Linked DNA regions of Mus musculus: region 2 is linked to region 1. Evidence: chromatin contacts called from public HiChIP or PLAC-seq data. All regions are on one chromosome and are shown on one strand. Each heading gives the region's core, a stretch centred on a gene start, on an enhancer-like site or on the middle of the called end of the contact. The rest is flanking DNA. Distances are from core to core; before and after follow the strand shown.

The links. HiChIP or PLAC-seq counts read pairs in DNA pulled down with a chosen protein or histone mark.
Region 2: an H3K4me3 HiChIP or PLAC-seq map of forebrain shows a contact between it and region 1, with 2.5 times the contacts expected there. The contact joins the promoter of Sema4d here to the enhancer-like site in region 1. A contact is called at or near these places in 3 of 39 promoter capture datasets (the 3T3-L1 cell line, the C10 cell line and cranial neural crest), 1 of 15 datasets of contacts at CTCF or cohesin (CD8 T cells), 33 of 484 Hi-C or Micro-C datasets (B cells, the Ba/F3 cell line, CD4 T cells and 21 more), 26 of 115 datasets of contacts at active chromatin or transcription factors (the 230-238 cell line, CD4 T cells, CD4 single positive thymocytes and 18 more) and 4 of 9 other capture datasets (adipose tissue, bone marrow-derived macrophages, liver and 1 more).

What each region holds. Positions count from the first base shown.
Region 1 is chr13:51,751,908-51,754,607 of GRCm38.p6, forward strand. The region is part of intron 2 of Sema4d (sema domain, immunoglobulin domain (Ig), transmembrane domain (TM) and short cytoplasmic domain, (semaphorin) 4D); the gene reads right to left. Among named protein-coding and RNA genes, the nearest start is that of Sema4d, 40 kb to the right of the region's middle. Within about 2 kb of position 1,399, at least 57 of the 459 cell types and tissues checked have an H3K27ac peak or open chromatin away from gene starts, as enhancers often do. A contact at or near this core is called in B cells, cerebral cortex and forebrain, where this site is marked.
Region 2 is chr13:51,792,335-51,795,034 of GRCm38.p6, forward strand. Sema4d (sema domain, immunoglobulin domain (Ig), transmembrane domain (TM) and short cytoplasmic domain, (semaphorin) 4D) reads right to left here and starts at 1,344. Exons shown (of 16, transcript NM_013660.5): 1 at 1,163-1,344.

The DNA.
Region 1 (2,700 bases), core at 149-2,648:
GACATATGCATATAGCCCCAGCGGTCAGGAGATGGAGACAGGTGGATCTCAGGAATTCACTGGCCAAAACTAGCCTTTAGCTTCCATATGAACAAACACACACACCAAACACACACACATACACACACACACACACACACACACACACACACACACACACACGTAATAAAAAGATAAACGACGGAACATCACCTTGAGATTATAATCTCAGCTCTGTACCTTACAGCAGCACAGTTGGCTGCCTGATCTGTCTCCCGTGAAAGGTTGAGACCCGACATAAGGCTATATATACTCTGGCCTCTACATACATGACAGGGCATGCACGCACACCCGCTTATATGCATAAATACTCACATCTGTTTGTTTCTCTTCACCTCAACTCTCTCAGTCTGGCCTTCTCCTTGTAAAGCCACCAGGCTGTCGGGGATGGAGTGGGAGATGTGGGGTGTGGGGTGTGGGGGTGGGGGTGGGGAAATGATCTGAAAAAAAGGAGTTTTCCATGCCAGCTCCCCAGTATCATGTGCAGAACCTGCTCACACCCACCTGCACATATGGGTACCTGCTGCGCTTGGGCAGTTCACCAAATGCCAGCAGGGGACCAGAGTTACCCATGTGGAATCAAGCAGGGGGTGAGACACGGAAACACGCCTGGGGTGGGGGGTAAGATGTGTGCCTGGGTGAAACAAGAGATAGTCAGTCCTATTTGGATGCTGGAGGTTGAGCTGGCTTGGGTCAATCCTGAGTTGAAGACCTGAGCCAACAGGGGTCAGCCAGCCCACAATGACTCTGGGAGTTCTCTATTCTGATACTGTTTTCCCCCAGTGACAAAGCAGTGTGGAGATTTGCTTGCTGTGTGCAAGCTTCCAAAAGTTGTCTCCCCGATCAGCAGCCTGCTTTCGCCACTCACAACAGTACAGCCTTCTAAGAACAGCAGCCACCTCCCACGGCAAACTGCTTCCTCAGCTCCCAGTCAACGCCTGTAAGGCACTGGTCCAACCACCCCACATGCCACCATGCTGAAAGAAATGCCCTAAACCCCATCAGCGTATCGGCGGACAGGCCCCTCTCCCGCCACACATGCAGGACTCAGTAGGGAGTGTTCTCCTTCATGCCAGCGGGCCCGCTGCAATTCTGCACAGCAGACAACACTGGTGATTGGTGACGGCTCTGCAGGGCCTGACCTCTAGACATGACGGATGACTGTAAAAGCCAGGCCTAGGCTGAGGTGTATGGCAGGTCATATCCAAGTGACATGTTGGATGTTCCCAAGAACAGGAAAGAGAGGGCAGAGGACCCATCCCCCTGCCTGGCAGCTCCTCCTCAGGGCTCCAACCCCCACTCCCAGCCTGCACCAGCAGAGCACTGGACAATACTGGCTTCTTTTAGGACTGGGGCTGGGCTGCTCAGCTGCCTGCCCCTCATTCCTGCTCCCAACAGCAGCTGGATCGCTTTGCTTCTGATCTATTAAATGTCAGTCTCAGATGAAAAGGACAGGGAGCGGTCACTGTCGATGACAGACAGGCAGGCGACTGGAGGAAGGGCCGTGTGTCCCGTCTTCTCTGCAGTGATCATGAGACCAGTCACAGCAGCGGCACAGGGACGCCTAAAACAGGACTGATAGCCCCTCTCAGCCCCCCCACCCCCAGCCACTTCAAAAAGCTTCTCTGAGTGCCATTATGTCTTTAGCACACCAGCATCCCACACAGCATGGTGTGTGGATCAACACCCAGCAAGTCTGTGAGGGAGGCTGTAAGTGTGTCCCCTCCCAACCCTAATACCCAGTGTCCTCTCTTTCCAGGGCTCAGGCCACACTCTCAGACCCAAGAGACTCTGTTGTCCAACTGCCTGTGGCAAGGCCAGTAGGTAGAGCAATAGGAGGGGCTTGGACAACCATGAAGGCCTAGCAAGGGAAGGGGTGCAGCACCTTAGCCTCGCCTTGATGGTTTTCCTGCCTGACTCAACTCAAGCACCTCTGCAGGCATGGTGTGGAGCTGGTCCCTTATATCACAGGAGCACAAAAAGAATGTGGAAACCAAGAGGAGACAGCAACAGCATCACAGAGCTCAGATGCTCAGCAGGAGGGGATCAGAAAGTCATTAAAGAAATAAAGAGTATAGCGGAGGCCAACTCCCCACCTGCTGCTCAGGGGAAGCTTGAAGAGACAGCCGTTCAATAGACCCCAGCATGCAGGAAAAGGCCTAAGCCCACAAAAACCCAAGACCCAGAATCAGAAGAGCAGGCAGGCAGGCAGGCAGGCAGGCAGGCAGGCCCACACATCACCTGCCCAGTCACTTCCCCTACCCCCAGGAAGCTGCTTACCCCAGACCAAGACTCACAGTCTAGAAGGCCCACCTGCAGCCTGCTGGGAAACTCCCCACCACTTCCTGGTCAGACTTGCCAGGTAACAGCTGGAGCGTGAACCCCCACCTCCTGCCCCAGGGCAAACCCCACAAAATGAGAAGCCCTGGAAAGAGATGGGAGTCTGTGTCCCAGGCTGTGGAGGAGCTGAAGGAAATGCCCTGACACCCACTAGACGCTTAGAGTCTTGCTGGCACATCCAGACACTCTGTTCATCTGCCTCCCCCCACCCCCCAAATCCAGGGCTCATTCCTACATCCATCTTCCCCTAAGCCCTGACCCTCAGTCTACCTGCTCCTTAGACGTGTGTCATCCATCTTTCTCACTGACCTCAAAGCAATG
Region 2 (2,700 bases), core at 94-2,593, 40 kb after region 1:
AAGAGACAAGTCAGACGCCAGGGGCACATATGAAGTGACAGACCGCTGGTGTCACTTCACCCTCCTGGGAAGGAAACTTCCGTTTGGTAGCGCCTGGTAGACCCACAGCTGGGTCAGATGGCTGGCTACAGGCCCCCAGTCCAGTGAGAGGTTGGGCCACCCACGGGCCTGGGCTGTGCTCCACACAGTGAGGGTTTTCAAAACAAAAGCAGGACAAGTTCATGTGGCAAATGACCCAGTATGTAGGGGCAGGCCTTCACCACATGCTTCATTGAAAGCCAAAACTCCACATTCACCCACAGAGAGACTAAACAGAAAACATATAGAGGGCAGCTACGTGCTCAGCGCTGTTTTGTTTTTTGGCTGATTTTTTTCCCCAAGCCATAACTGGCTGAGCCCCAACAGAACCAGCCCCCTGCAAATCATCGGGCGCCAGCAACAGGTGCAGCTCGAGCTAAAGCTGGTGGTGGTTCCGGGCGGTTCTAGAATAACGCAGCCCGAATCTTCCAGGAAGCCACCGCCTTGCAGTGCCCACTGCCCGGCGGTGGCAACCTCACCGCGGCCGCACCTGTCTGAGTGCACCGCGCCACATCCGGTGCACCCGAGCCAAGGCCTGGGAGACCGAAATAGAAGCTGGTTAGGCCGGGGCTGGGAGCCCGGCTACGGGCACCGGGCCTGACCTGGGAGGCACCGATCAAGGAGTCAGCACCCGGGGGTCCCAGCGTGCAGGGCCTGGCTGGTCAAGTCGCATCCGCTGCCTGTCCCGTGTCCCTGCTCCAGCCACCTGCCTGCCAGGGCCTGGCGGGAGCTAGGGAAGGGACGCCGGAGAGAGATCCGGGCTGGGGTGGAACTGCAGAGAGGGTCTGGAAAACGCGGTGGAAATGTAGAGGGGGGTGAGGAATCCGGATGGGACTCAGAGGGGACCCAAAGGATCCTGATGCGAACGCAGAGGGAGTCCGGGGGCATCCAGGTGGGAATGCAGACTAGGTCCTAGCGGTGTGGGAGAACCTGGGGAAGAAGCTCGGAGAGGGATCCTGGGAGCCCCGAGGGGGTCGCAGGAGAGGCTCCAACAGGGTTCCTAGGTTTACCGCGGGGGCTCGCCGCGCTCCGCGCACCTGCCCAACCCCGCGCGCGCTCCTCCCGCGCCGGCCCAGTCGCTTACCTGGAGCGCGCGTCCGACCCGCGGAGGCTCTCGGCGGGGGCTGGCCAGGCCAGCTCCGCGCCAAGAATGGCGGCGGCGTTGGTGGCAGCGACGACAGAGGCGAACGGCGCCAGGAGCTTGAGTCGGGGAGGCCGGGAGACGCGCGGAGATGCTGCGGCGCGAGAGGGAGCGGAGGCCGGCGTGGGGAAGGAGGGCGCGGGGCTAGCGTGCAGGCCCCACCCCCTCTCCCTCCCTTCCCGCCTCCTCCCCTCCCCCTCCCGTCTCTTCCCTCCCTTCGCCCCTCCCCCTTCCTCCTAGTCCCTCCTCTCACCCCAACCTCTCTCCCTTCTTCCTTGCCCTCCCGCGCCCCGCCCCTGTCTTCACCTACCCCAGTCTTTTTCTCCTGCTCCCCTCTTGTTTCCTTTCTCCCTCCCTTCCTTTCCTTCCCCATTTACCTTCCACCACCTCTTCCTCTTTTCATCCAACTCCCTCGTCCTCTTCCCCCGTGTCCCCCCCCCCCCGTCCCCCATCCCCCAAAGCCCCATGGTCCAGACCCCAGGGGCTCTTTCCTACCCAAGTCTGGTCTCTTGAAAACAGAGGAGATTACCAGCAAAAGGAGCCTTTTGATCCTTTCAGCCTCCTAATGATCCAGCCTGCTCGTCCAGGTCCCCAAAGTCTCCTGTGCCCCATGCTCTGGGGTCACCAGCGTTGACCCCAGAGATGCTGGGCTCTTACCTTTATGATCTAGGATAGACCCTTTGGGGTTCTCAATGCAAGGTGTGGGTGGTTCTTCCCATGGACCAAGGCTTCCTGTATGCAGCTCCCGATGAGATACATTTCTAACTAATTCTGGGCCTTCCGAAGTTGGTTGGTACAAAGGGTAGACATAGCCAGGTCCTTAACATGCTTTCTGAGGTTGGTGCTCCAGAACCTATGATTAAAAAAAAACCCAGACAGTGGTGCTTTGTTGTAATCCCAGTGTTGAGGCAGAGACTATTGGTGGAACCCTGGATGGAGTTCACTGGCCAGCCAGCCTGCCTTACTTAATCCGAAGTCAGACTCAGATTTCAGTAAGGGACCCTGTCTCCTAAAACTAAGTGGACAACACCTGGGTTGACCTCATGGCATATTGCATGGGTACACACACACAGACACACACACACACTGCAGCCACAGGGCATGTCCTTTTCTGCCCTTGAAGGGAGAAGTGACCCTCAGTTCACACAGTAACTGGCCAGGTGGGAAGTGCTGCCCAGAGACACAGTCCCTCCCTAAAAGGAAACCCAGTTCCTTAATGAACCTGCCGGAAGAACCAAGAAATAGATCAAGACCAGTCTCTAGGCAGACTGGTGGCTTCCTGAATTCCAGAAGGCCCTTAGGGGCTTCCAGCAGGGATGAGGCTGTTGGGAAGGCAGGCAGCTGACAGCAGTTAAACTGAGCAAGCCCTTCCTAAAGGATAGAAGGTCCTAGAAAGAACCAGGAAGCTTCTTCAGGTTAGGTGTGCCAGTCAGTGCTGGCTCAGAGAGCACAATAGGCCTACTAGAGGTCAAAACAGTAGA